Linked DNA regions of Zea mays: all the other regions are linked to region 1. Evidence: chromatin contacts called from public Hi-C data. All regions are on one chromosome and are shown on one strand. The core of a region is the stretch at or near the end of the contact, and the rest is flanking DNA. Distances in the headings are between cores, read along the strand shown. Region 1 holds the start of LOC103650492 (DEAD-box ATP-dependent RNA helicase 9). Region 2 holds the start of LOC103650493 (patatin-like protein 3). Region 3 has its middle 74 kb from the start of LOC100273918.

Region 1 (4,340 bases), core at 1,354-3,853:
AAAAGGGACAAGGTGAAAAACGAACGGTACCTCTTGGTCGATGGACGATAGCGAAGTCACGTCGGGGACGGACTGCACCATTATCTCGTGTACGAGGCTAACGCCCAACAAGTCCTTTGCGAGGGTGTTGGCGTCATCAGTCCGCTTGGGGTTGGCGCATTGCGGGGAAGCGACACCCGTCGTTGTCTTAGGTGCGAGGTCAACACCCGACATAGCCCCCGCAGGGGTGCCAGCGTCGTCGACTCGCTCTGGCCCGACAGCCGACGAGGTGCCGCCTCCTGCATGGCCACGGTTGCCCCGTCTCCTCCTCCTCCGGCGAGGAGGGTGGCGGGGCAAACCCAGGTGTTCCTCTTCTGCCACGGTGGGAAGACGTCGTCGGGTTCGCCGTCGCCGGGCGAGTCGACGACCGTTGTTGTTGTCGCGCTGCGGGGGAGGAGTACCATGTCGTAGCTGCCGTCAAGGGACATGAACTCGAGACTCCCGAAGCGGAGCAGCGTCCCCGGCTGAAGAGGCTGCTGGAGGCTACCTATCTGGAACTCAACGAGAAAGTGTTCGTTAACACGCAGCGAGCCCCTACCTAGCGCGCCAACTGTCGGCGTTTCGCCGCGAGGACCGTCAACCGACCAATAAATTTGTTGCTGTGTGTCCCTGCCCAAATGGGTTGATGCAAGATGGAACACAAGAGGGAAATGTGGCTTATGTTATCTCGCACCGGGGTGCTCGTAGTAGGGGTTACAAGCGTCGTGAGGGAGCGAGGGCGAGAGCGAGTGAGGGAGAGAGAGAGAGAGTCCCTGCGCGTCTCCCCGTCTGTCCCCGACGTCCCATGTTGTCAGTGTTGCAACGTCTGCCCACGACCTCCAACGTGTGTCCACGACGTGCCTTAGGAAGGCCCTGGACATCCCCTTTTATAGATACAAGGAGATGCCCAGCTGTACAAGGGGGTGTAGCTATGTACTATCGTGGCTGGCGGAGAAGCGCCTTGAGCCATGTACACGAGCTAACGTGGTCGTCGGAGAAGTCCCTTGAGCCCTGTAGAAGCACAGCTGTCGGCGCGGCATGGATCCTGTTGACGTTGTCTTGCTTCCGTAGGGGGTTTGAGAGCAACCGACGTCATGGGCGCATGTGGGGAACCATCATTACCTGTTACCGGAGTAACCTTAGATGGGACATCGGTCTTGTTCCTTCATAGCCTGAGGCAGCTGACTAGGAGTAGGGTAATGATGTATCCCCTGTAGCGTAGTCGGTCCGAGGCCCAGGTCGAGCGAGGCGGAGACTTCTCCTGAGGCCGAGGCTGGGCTCGGGCGAGGTTGTGACTCCTCTCGAGGCCGAGGCTGAGGCCGAGGCCCGGGGGTCGGGCGAGGCGGAGATCTTCTTCCGAGGCCGAGGCCTGAGGTCGGGCGAGGCAGAGCTCCCTGTTGCGCCCAAGGCCAAACTCGTGGGAGATCGTAACTCAGTTTTATCCTGGTGGTTGGCACAGTAGCCGGAGCGGGACGAACCGCGCTGTTTTCCTGTCATATCGGTCAGTAAAGGGGCGAAGTGACTGCGGTCACTTCGACCTTACCGACTGAGGCACGCGTGTCAGAATAAGGTGTCAGGTGATCCCCGCATTAAACGCGCATGCGATACGGTCGGCTGGTAAGGCGATTTGGCCAAGGTTGCTGCACGACAAAGTCTGCCCAAGCTAGGCTTCAGGCGAGCCGAGGGTGCGTCTGCTGGCTGAGGGGACCCTCGGGCGAGGCGTGAATCCGCCCGTGACTACTGTTCCCGCCCGAGGCCGAGGCTGGGCTCGGATGAGGTCGCGTCCCTCGGTAGATGTGGCCTTGACTTGAACCGCGTTTTATCAGCCGTGTATGGTTTGTTCTGAAGATGTTTTTCGGCCGCGTTTAAGAGTATTGGGGGTACCCCTAATTACGGTACCCGACACATATTTTTTTTAACTTCCTATGATTATTTAGCAACTCCTTACATGTGCCTTTAGAGACTTCCTTTTTACAAAACTGCTGGAGATGCTCTAAGGGCTAGTTTAGAAGCTCCATTTTCCTAAGGGATTTCTATTTTCCTAAGAAAAAATAAACTAATTTTCATGAAAAAGTTAAAATCTCTTGGGAAAATATAGTTATCAAACTAACTCGGGAAAAATATGATTACCAAACTAGCTCTAAAGATTGTGCAGCACCGTGTGGGCTATGCTGCCTGGTGCAAAACAAAGAGCGACTGCGACCATGTGTGGAAGTGTCATTCCAGTGGCGATATGGTAAAGGGCCCAACAGTTCACTCGGGCCATTCACACGCGCATAAAAAGGGGCCAACCCAACTCCTGCGGGGTCCAATAGGTTACCCGGGCCATTCGCACGCGCATAGAGGGCCCAACCCCAACGCGCTGAAACTTCTGTAGAAAAGGCCCATTATCACACGTTCCCTGCTCACTTTGCCAAAACGATCAACAAAGCCCATCGCCGTAACCCAACCGCCATTACTTTTCCTCCAAGAAGTACCTCTCACCATTCATTAAACACTGACATGCGGGCCACACTGTGCCGGTGCATCCTTGACCCCACGTGTAAGCTTCATCAGTGAGGAGTGTAGACACCGTCCATGAGCACAGAAATATCTCTTACCCCTGCGCCATTTAACCCATTCCGCTTCTCGTCGTCTCGCCTCGTCCGTCCCCTCCCCATACGACAGCCACCCTCACAAAACCCTAAACCCTAGCCGCCGCCGCCGCCGCCGCCGACGCCGAAGCGGTACAGCCATGTACGCCGTCCTCCGCCGCGCGGCGCCCCTCAGGCGGCGTGCCGTGTCCGCGCTCGCCGCCGCGCTGCTCCAGCAGCAGCCGGCGGCGCTGGGAGCTGTAGCCCCGCGGGCGCCGACGCCGCTCCCGGCGGCCGCGTGGTTCCACTCCTCGCCGGCGTGGCTTGGTTTCCGGGATACCACAGAGTTGGCGGCGCGCGCGGAGTTCGCTGCGGAGGAAGGTTTGTTCTATGAGGACGACAGTAGGGCGCCGGCCGGCGGCCCGGCGGCTGAGGGGCTCGAGATTGCCAAGCTCGGGATCTCGTCCAAGATCGTCGAAAGGCTCGCCAGCAAGGGCATCACCAAGCTGTTCCCTATCCAGGTAACGTGGAGCGCTGGAATCTCTACCTTTTACGTTCGAATCATGCGTGTGCCAAGCTGCTTTTGTCCTGCTCTGTTTCGTTGACATTAGGGCTATATAGGTGAATTCGATGTTTGATTAGTGATTGCAGTGAATTAAGCAGCTCATTTATAGCCATAATATGAGAAAATTGCTTTCCTTTTTATTTATTCTTTTTATATTATATAGCGGGAAAAGGTGGAGTGTTGTTTACAAGTTCACATTGGTCGTAATTTTACTGCTTATGTACGGCAGCGAATAAAAATCACGCTTTTCTGGTCATGACATTTCAGTTTGCATCACTACCTTGGCTTGATGGTTGGATGAAAATACTAGAATTGCTACTGTTTGTTAATTATGTTGAGGCGCCAGATTACAAATGATGAAGGAATGCCTTGCAATTCTATGAATCAACACATTTCTTTTAGATCATTACCTATTTCATAGTGAGTTTTGCCTTCTGTTTCACTATACAGAGGGCTGTCCTTGAGCCAGTAATGCAAGGAAGGGACATGGTTGGTCGTGCCAAAACGGGGACTGGTAAAACTTTGGCATTTGGAATCCCCATAATGGATGCAATTATTCGTCACAACGAGAAGTACAAGTAAGATTGGTTCTTCCTAACAACGTACACATGTAAAGCATTCTTCATTTGTTCCTTTTCGGTCCGTTCTCATCTTGCATATAATTGTTGTTGATTTACAGGCCTGGTAAGTTTCCATTGGCTATTGTCTTGGCGCCAACAAGAGAACTTGCAAAACAGGTTGAGAGGGAGTTCCTTGATTCCTCCCCTTTGGAAACGCTGTGTGTATATGGAGGGACTCCAATTATGCAGCAAATAAAACAACTTAATTATGGTGTTGATGTGGTCATTGGGACACCTGGACGTGTGATTGATCTGCTAAAAAGGGGTGCTCTTAGTTTGGCAGAGATCCGGTTTGTTGTTCTCGATGAAGCAGATCAGATGTTGTCCGTCGGGTTCGATAAAGACGTTGAAACAATTTTGGAGAGAGTGCCCCCGCAACATCAAACATTGATGTTCTCTGCGACAATGCCAACATGGATACGGAAGCTCACACAGAAGTTCCTCAACAGTCCTGTTACAGTGGACCTTGTGAGTGCAACTTCTAGTGTTACTTCTGTTCACACACATTTATTGCTTGACTTCGTAACTTTAACTTCGATGAACAAAATGTGGAACCATTTCTGG
Region 2 (4,576 bases), core at 1,996-4,495, 130 kb before region 1:
TTAGACTATGAATAAGGTCCTTTTTAAATATCTGCCTATTTCTAAGTTTAGTTTTAGCAGTGGTAATAACAAATGGTAAATGTGAATGGGACCAGGGACGAAGTAGGTACTCCCTACGTCCTAGCATGTAACCTGTAACCACTCTTTATTCTATTATTATAATATAAGACATGCGCTTTCTAAATATGTGTACATCGATGTAGTAGTATAGAGAGAATAAATATATTTTTTGGTCTTTAAATTAGATGTGGTTATGTCTTATATGTTGGGACGAAGTGAGTATACGGTAGGGGTGCACATGCATCCACGAGTGATTTAAATCAGATTTTTACATATATACACCACCTACAATTATTTTCATACACCTTCACAGCATGTGCATTGTGCAACCTCCTCTCATCCATTCTAGCTTCACCATGTGTCGAGGATTGGATCCCCAGAATCTTGATAGCCCACGAGTCAGGAGGAAGGCAAAGGAGAAGTCTGGCCCGGAAGGACCCGCCCCAGATGACCCCGGAGCACCGAGCTCAGGGGCCGGACGAGGCAGGACCAGGATGGGTTAGATGGACTATCAGGGAGCCACTCGAGTGGATTCTATGTCTGACTGATGGACTGCCCCGCCATTAATGACCAATTGTATTGACAGCGCATGGTACCAAGCCGTGGCACGCAAAGGAGCCGGTCCTCCTTCCACTCATATCCTACGCGTCCGAGACTAGAGCCCCACTTATGACCTATGATCCCTAGGCCTATGTCACACTCATGGCATATGCCTGACTCCCCTACGGAGCCCATAACACGACGAGGGAAGCCAGGGGTCAAGCTACGAAGACCAGGGGTTAGCATGGAGATGAGAGAGTACTTATGATACTCAGACTCCATGCCGCTGTGCATGCTGTCCCAACTGACTTAAAATAAGCACGATTAGAGAGCTCAGACGACGAGTGAGAATACTAACGGACGGGCCTTTACCAAGGGTAAAATGACTCGTTTTACCACAATGCAGAGACCCCTTCCGAGGAAAGCCACTTGTAACTGGCCCCTCCTTAGTCTATAAAAGGAGAGGGTTGGCCTACACCGGAGGGGACAAAAGACACAGCAACAACACTCGACGACTTAGCCAGGTATGTAGTAAGCATCCGATACATAGATCTTGAGAGCCAACATCGTATAGAAACTTGGGATCCTTCCCTCTGCCATCGCTTGTAACCACTACTACGAGCAATCAACAACATGGTGTTGGCAGCGCGAGCCACCAAAGACCGAAAGTAGAGACATTATGTCCAAACCATTATAAATCTTACATGCGTCCAATAAACACACCATCCAGATCCAAAACACATATACACAAATTTACTCGTTGGTGTTGGTTCAAAACACCGACACCATGGTTTTCACGCATCAACCCCGGCCCGGGCCCAAGCCCACCGGCAGAACAATTCAACAATTAGTTGGGTTAATTGTTTGTTTGTTTGCACTATCTAATCCAAAAGGAGCAGCTTAATTAAATGCTTAACGCCAGTGAGTGCTCGGAGCAGTTGATTTAATTTGTACCACGAATGCCAAGAAGAAAGCCTTTAATGCTACAGGAAATATATGTTGATTACTTGTACCACAAATGCCAAGCAGGTTAGTTACAAAAACGCTTTTGTTTTGAGCGAGCTCTTCCCAGAGACCACAACGGCAGGCAAGAGATCTAGCTTGAGGTTGGCCGTGGACCCTGCAGCGTCACTAGCTAGGCTAGCACCTTCTTCGCACGGCCGTGATCGTTTTTGTTTGTTTGTTCCATCGGGTCGCTCGCTCATGGCTGTCTTAGCAGCTAGCCTGTCACCTCGTCTTGGCACGACGGACGCAGTACAGTTTGAGGTCTGAACCGATTGCCCCGGTCCTTAGGGTCGTCGATTCGTCGTCCTTAATTGCATGGATGCCACGTTTTGTTTCAAAATTTCAATTCCGTGATAGGCAAAGTTTTTTTAAATGCGGTAGGTAATTTTCACTGTTTTGTTTAGAAACATCGTTGGAACGACAAGGTTCCTTTGAATGGAGCGCGGGGTTGAAATCCTAGGACTGCTTGGTTGGTGGAATAATATATGTGGTCTATCATCATATTATTGTTTTCGTTTGGTTTATAGAGTATATTGAGTCATGTAGTTCATCATAAACAGAACTATTCTACTATATCCGATGAAAAAAATATATAGTACACCACTTCATCTAAAAATAATCACTTTTATCTAAAATAAATTGATTCCTCAATCTAAACTCACGCTTTGAACTAGTTTGAAATATCAAATCCTTCCAAAATCTCCATTTTCTTCGGGATGAGCCATGAATTGTTATTTAAATAAGATATTTAGTTGTCTATGAAACCTTCCTCAGGTTGGACTGCTATTGCTTCCGAACTATTTGTTTACTCTATTGATTATATAAACCAGTTTACCTAAGTTAAAGGTTAAAGGATAAACAAACGATACAGGTTATTAGGTAGATTATATAGGGTCTGTTTGGTTCAGCTTTTTTCTGACCAGCTTTTCTGAAAATCTGGCTGTGAGAAGAATCTGGCTGTGGGGAGAATCTGAATATTATTACGATTATGTGTGGAGGAAGATAAAGTTGTTCATAGGGCTCAGGATTTAGAAAGTGACGGATTCCTACTATTACAACGACTCAACCGATTATATGTTTATGTTTATTTTGGATGGTTTTTGCTCCAACGAATTTTATAGAAGCTGGCTGAAAAGCTGAGCGTTTGGCAGTCCGCAGCAGCTTTTGATGGCAAGAAGCTGCCAGAAGCCGAAACAAACAGGGCCATAATCTATAAACAAATCATTATATAATCTGTATTATATAACTCTGGAAGTAAATGAACATGACCTAACTTTCAGATGCGTTATTTTCTCGGTGCCGAAAACGGAGCACCGTACGCTTCAGAGTACACAATGGCATGCTGACGCAGCCCGGATATGTGCAGGAATGGATTCTGACACACCGGGCCTACGTAAGTAGAACTGCGCGGCCCCACCGCACCGGCATCCCGTCGGTCACGCCGCCACACGTGCGCTCCACCGCTACAACACTGACACGATGGGCCCGCCGCTTACGGTCCACATGCCAGTCAGCGAACTAGACAACCCGTCCACGTGCCAGGCTGCCAGCTAATGGCGAGTGCGACACGCCGCTGTGCGGGCCGTCGGCGGGCGGTCTCCTCGGCCCGTCAGCCGATGCGCCGCTCTCCACTCCACGTGTGCGCGTGTCTACGCCAACCTCTACGGGACACGGTTTCAGTGAAACCCGCCTCTTTCTCGTGGCGGCGTGGCGCAGCGCAGCTGAGAGTAGAGACGCAACGCTTGACTGGTGGCTGCAGTGCGGCCATCTATAAGCAGGCCGCGAGCGCGCGCTGAGCAGTCGAGCCATCACCACCTCAACCGACGGCTCGCCGCTCTCCTACTCCTCCCAACCCTCCCGTCCCACCACCTCCCATCACCCGCCAGCTGCAGCAGCTATGGCGTCGCCTCCGCCCGACGTGGACCTGGGCAAGCTCAGCTACGAGATCTTCTCGCTGCTGGAGAGCAAGTTCCTCTTCGGCGCCGGCTCCGTGCCGGGCACGCCGGGGCGGCCGGGCCCCGGCGAGGACAGGGACAGGGGCAGGGTGCGGGTGCTGGCGATCGACGGGTGCGGGCCGGGCCCCGGCGACGCGCTGCTGGCGGCGGCCGCGCTGGCGAGGCTGGAGGCCGCGCTGCGGGCGCGCGCGGGGGACCCCGACGCGCGCGTCGCCGACTTCTTCGACGCCGCGGCCGGGGCCGGCGCCGGGGGCGTGCTGGCCGCGATGCTGCTGCTGCGGGGCGACGACGGGAGGGCGCGGTACACGGCGGCCGACGCGCTGGCGTTCGTGGCGTCCAGCCTCGGGAGGCACGGCGGGTGGGGCGGCGGCGTCGGCGGCGGGCTCCGGAGCAGGTGGGCCGCGCTGTTCCGGCGCGGGGAGAGGCCGTCGCCGCTGCGGCGCGTGTTCGGGGACGCCACGCTCAGGGACACCGTGGCGCCGCTGCTGGTCCCCTGCTACGACCTGGCCACGGCGGCGCCCTTCCTCTTCTCCCGCGCCGACGCCGTGGAGAGCGACAGCTTCGACTTCCGGCTCCGTGACGTGTGCGCCGCCACCTGCGCCGGTGGTGGTGCCGCGGCGGCCGTGCGGTCGGTGGACGGGCGCACGGCCATCGCCGCCGCGTCCGGCGGCGTCGCCGCCATGGGCAACCCCACCGCGGCCGCCATCACGCACGTGCTCCACAACAAGCACGAGTTCCCGCTCGCCGCCGGCGTCGACGACCTCCTCGTCGTCTCCATCGGCTCGGGATGCTCCGCCGGCGCCGCACCTTCCGCCGGCTGGCGCACGCCCATCCCGCCGCGCTCGCCGTCGCCCGCCGAGATGGTACGCCTCACCGCCGAGGGCGTCGCCGACATGGTAAGAACCAACCCCCGCTCCGGCGCTCCGCCTCCCCTGATTGATTCGTCAGTACACCACACACGGCTGCCGTCGAAATTTATCTTGGTTTTGATCTCATACTCGTGGTAATAAAAAGCA
Region 3 (4,308 bases), core at 288-2,787, 190 kb after region 1:
GGATTAAAACCATATACTACCATAAATGAACTAAGCTTGGTTGTAGAATGTATTGATCTGTTATAAGCAAACTCAATATGTGGCAAACATTCCTCCCACAACCTCAAATTATCCTTCAAAACAGCCCGCAACATGGTAAATAAAGTGCGATTGACAACCTCTGTTTGCCCATCAGTTTGGGGATGACAAGTAGTAGAAAACAGCAACTTTGTTCCCAATTTAAACCACAAGGTTCTCCAAAAATGACTTAAAAACTTAGCATCCCTATCAGAAACAATAGTATTTGGCACACCATGCAAACACACAATCTCAGTGAAGAACAAATCAACAACATGTGAAACATTATCAGTTTTGTGACAGGGTATAAATGTGCCATCTTTGAAAAACGATCGACAACGATAAAAACATTGTCATTCCCCCTCTTTGTTCTAGGCAATCCCATTACAAATCTAACGCAACTTGAACATGTCAAATCAGAGTAAAAACGCGGAAGATATGATTTTTCTAACCTTCTACAATTATTTTTATACTATAAATCAGTTTCTACAATTCCTTTATAAACCCAGGGGATGTTTTACAAGTTTCAGGGACCTAGATGTAAGAATCCCCAATGGCTGAGGACGGCGGGTTTGTTTAACCAAAAGTTGAGGGCTTTTTTGTTACGAGGTCAAAAGGGTATCAGACGGGCTGAGCCATCCGATCAACGACCAACCGCTCAGATTAGATCGAACCTAAGGTTGGACCAGCACGCAACGCTATCTGCAGGATCAAAGATCGACAGGCTAGATTTTAAACACCAAGATCCACTCCAATCCGTACGATCTGAGATCTATATTTGATCCCTTCGAAGCGGTCCTAATTATCTAATCAAGACCGATCAGATCGAGATCGACGACTCCTACTCTCTCTCCCTTATTCCCCTCAATGCCTTCGGACCGAGGCCACCATGGAGGCGCCATGGCCGAGACCGGACTATGAGCTCCCTCAATGAATCCCCTTCAAATTGAAACTTAGCTACACATTGCTGAGACTAAGGCGAGTAGTTCTAGGGCTCTCTTACCTGGAGTTGGGACGACGAGGCACCCCACCCACGTGTTCTGCGGTTCGGCACTGGAAGGCATGCTCCGGCGACGAATTCCTCTATGCCCGACCACCATTCGCCTTAACGCACGCTGCTCCCCACTTCGGTGCCCTCCGTGGAACGATTCTGCGCGCACACCGAGGGCCTGACGCTGCCATACGTGAATCTATCATAGCGACTGCTTCTCTATGCTCTTTCTCTGTTTCTACTATGGCGCCGGGTGGGTTTGCTCTCGGCTCTAGGGGATGATGGGGGGTTGCTCGGCGTCTGGTTTTATAGACCCTAGCGTGGGCAAGACCGAAAGACTCGGGGTCGGGGTCGGGGTTACCCATTTTCTGGTGAAGTTTGTTGTGGCATCTGTGCAATCTTGTCTAGGAAGAAGACTCTGGACAGCTGGGCCCGTTTATCAGGGTTAAGGGAACGTGGCGCGGAGCGGCTGATTAGGCTGACGACCCGGCCCCAGTCGTCAGCGGCAAAAGACGTTCGGGCTGAGGAAAGCCAGAGCTGACGAGGCGGGGCCCGCGCGCCATACACACTGGAAAAAGAAAAAGGAGGGAAACGTAATGGGCCAGCGAGGCATATTTGGCCCATCAGGACAGGGTGGACGCCGAGAGGGAGTTGGGTCGAGGAGAGGTTTCAAGCCCAAAACGAGGTATGTCCTCTCTTTCCAATTTGTTTAGATTTCTTTTAGTGTTCTAAATTCTAACTTCAAGTTTTGATTTAATCTGCCGTTAAAATTTTGAACTCAATTTAAATGCGCAACCAAAAATACCCAGCATGATGCAGCAATATTCATATATTTTGCATTATTTTAATAATTTATTTTAGTGGAATGCTTTATTTATGGAACTCACACGGTCACACCCCATTAAGAAGAACTATTTGAATGTAAAAGTAAAATTCCGTTCATGCTTAAATATTTATTACTCATTAAGTTTTAGGAGGAGTTAACATATAATCTTCATTATTATTATTTTTTAACTAATTTCAGGGAGTGCTCTAACTTTATAGTTTATAAAGGGAATAATAGATAAATAGGTTGAAAGCCTTTTTGTCGGCGTTTCGGACCCCGGGGGACCCTCAACCGGGCCGACCAGTGAATTTTGTCGCTGCATGTCCCTTCCCAGATGGGTTGGCGCAAGATGGAACACAAGAGGGAAAACGGCGGCTCGTGTTATCTCGCACCAGGGGGTGCTCGTAGTAGGGGTTACAAGCGTTCGCGCGAGAGAGAGTGAGCCTGTTCGTTTGCTCGTCCCTCCGCCCGCGCGACCCTTTCTCATGAAGGCCCTGGACCTCCCTTTTATAGATGCAAGGAGAGGGTCCAGATGTACAATGGGGGTGTAGCTAGGCGCTAACGTGTCTGACAGAGAAGTGTCTGAGCCCTGTGTACATGCCAACGTGGCTGTCGGGGAAGTGCTTGAGCTCTGCGTACGCGATAACGTGGTCGTCGAAGAAGTGCCTGGGCCCTGTAGAAGCACATCTAGCGGTGCTGCCAGGATCCTGCTGACGTCTCCTTGCTTATGTAGGGGGCTGAGAACCACCGTCGTCATGGACGCACGCGGGGAGCCATCATTACCTGTTTACCAGGATGAGCCAGATATGGGACGTCGGTCTTGTTCCCTCGTAGCCTGAGCTAGCTAGGGGTAGGGTAATGATGTATCCCCTGTGGCGCGGTCGGTCCGAGCCCAAGGTCGGGCGAGGAGGAAACTTCTCCTGAGGCCGAGGCCGGGGTCGGGCGAGGATGCGATTCCTCCCGAGGCCGACGCTGAGGCCGAGTCTTGGGGTCGGGCGAGGCGGAGACCTCCTCCCAAGGCCGAGGCCTAAGGTCGGGCGAGGCGGAGCTTCCTGTTGCGTCCGAGGCTGAACTTGTTGTTGTCAGCCTTGCCCGGGTGGCTGGCACAGCAGTCGGAGCGGGGTGAGCGGCGCTGTTTTCCTGTCAGATCGGACAGTAAAGGGGCGAAGTGACTGCGGTCACTTCGACCCTGCCAACTGAGACGTGCATGTCAGGATAAGGTGTCAGGCGATCCTCGCATTGAATGCGCCCGCGATACGGTCGGTTGGTGAGGCGATTTAGCCAAGGTTACTTCTCGATGAAGCCTGCCCAAGTTGGGCCTCGGGCGAGCCGAGGGTGCGCCCACTGCCTGAGGAGGCCCTCGGGCGAGTCATGAATTCGTCCAGGACTACTGTTCTCGCCCGAGGCCGGGCTCGGGCGAGGCGAGATTGCGTCCCTTGGTAGACGAGGTCTTGACCTGAATCGTGCCCATCAGTCTTTTCGGTTTGTGCTGAGGGTGCTTACTAGCCGTGTTTAGGAGTGTTGGGGGTACCCCTAATTACGGTACCCGACAGTAGCCCTTGAGCCTCGAAGGGAGTGTTGGTACTCGCTTGGAGGCTTTGCCGCACTTTTTTGCGAGGGGACCTGCCTTTCTCGGTTATACTTTGTTCCGGTGGGTGCGCGCGAGCGCACCCGCCGGGTGTAGCCCCCGAGGCCTCGGAGGAGTGGTTTGACTCCTCTGACGTCTTAATGCTTTTCGTGATGCTTCGGCCGGCCTTGTTGTTCCCTCATGCGGCCTGGTCGTAGCCCGGGTGCATGGTCAGGTTCCGAGTTTTTAGGCTAGTTTGTTGATGCTGTAAACGGTTTGGCCGTAGCCGGGTTGCGAGAGCAGCCCCCGAGCCTCTACACGGAGCGAGAGGACGATCAAGGACTGTCTCGACTTTTATTATACACCCCTTCGTCGCCTTTCCGCAAGGAGGAAGGGGGGGGGGGGGAAAGCGCCATGTTGCCCTCGGAGGGCGCCGAACATGATGTCTCCAGTGAGTTGCTAACGGGTGATCCGAGTGGACGCTCGTGCCCCGTTCGATAAGGGTCAGCTAGTGGCCGAGAGGCGCGCTCCAAAAGTACCTGCAGGTGATTTGCCGGACCCGGACCCATTCGATAGGGTCCGAGGGCTCGATGCCTCCCTCTGGTGGGATTCCGTTACAAAATCGCTCCTGCTGGTCTCAGAAATGTCCTAGGGTACCTCGGGAGCGTAGCCCGAGCCTCGGCCATGTAACGGACGTACCCAGAGTCATCCCTCACTCTGCGTGCTCTGGGGCGGCTGTCGAACCCTTCCGAGGGGCCAGCCTTCGAACCCCTGGTCAGTAGAGGGCGCGGAGCCCGAGTGCTCTGGGGCAGCTGTCGAACCCTTCCGAGGGGCCAGCCTTCAAACCCCTAATCAGTAGAGGGTGCG

What was found. A called contact is a pair of places that touch in the nucleus more often than the background predicts.
Region 2: a Hi-C map of ear shows a contact between it and region 1, with 2.2 times the contacts expected there. The contact joins the promoter of LOC103650493 here to the promoter of LOC103650492 in region 1. A contact is called at or near these places in 2 of 25 Hi-C or Micro-C datasets (ear and endosperm).
Region 3: a contact with region 1 is called in a Hi-C map of tassel, with 2.3 times the contacts expected there. The contact joins the enhancer-like site here to the promoter of LOC103650492 in region 1. A contact is called at or near these places in 3 of 25 Hi-C or Micro-C datasets (ear, endosperm and tassel).

Annotation. Positions count from the first base shown.
Region 1 is chr3:123,757,703-123,762,042 of Zm-B73-REFERENCE-NAM-5.0, reverse strand. It overlaps LOC103650492 (DEAD-box ATP-dependent RNA helicase 9), which reads left to right and starts at 2,603. Exons shown (of 7, transcript XM_008676079.3): 1 at 2,603-3,112; 2 at 3,607-3,734; 3 at 3,836-4,244. The coding sequence starts at 2,753.
Region 2 is chr3:123,891,046-123,895,621 of Zm-B73-REFERENCE-NAM-5.0, reverse strand. It overlaps LOC103650493 (patatin-like protein 3), which reads left to right and starts at 3,245. Exons shown (of 3, transcript XM_008676080.4): 1 at 3,245-4,456. The coding sequence starts at 3,503.
Region 3 is chr3:123,566,555-123,570,862 of Zm-B73-REFERENCE-NAM-5.0, reverse strand. No RefSeq gene overlaps it. Among protein-coding and RNA genes, the nearest start is that of LOC100273918, 74 kb to the right of the region's middle. Within about 2 kb of position 1,537, at least 19 of the 20 cell types and tissues checked have an H3K27ac peak or open chromatin away from gene starts, as enhancers often do. A contact at or near this core is called in ear and tassel, where this site is marked.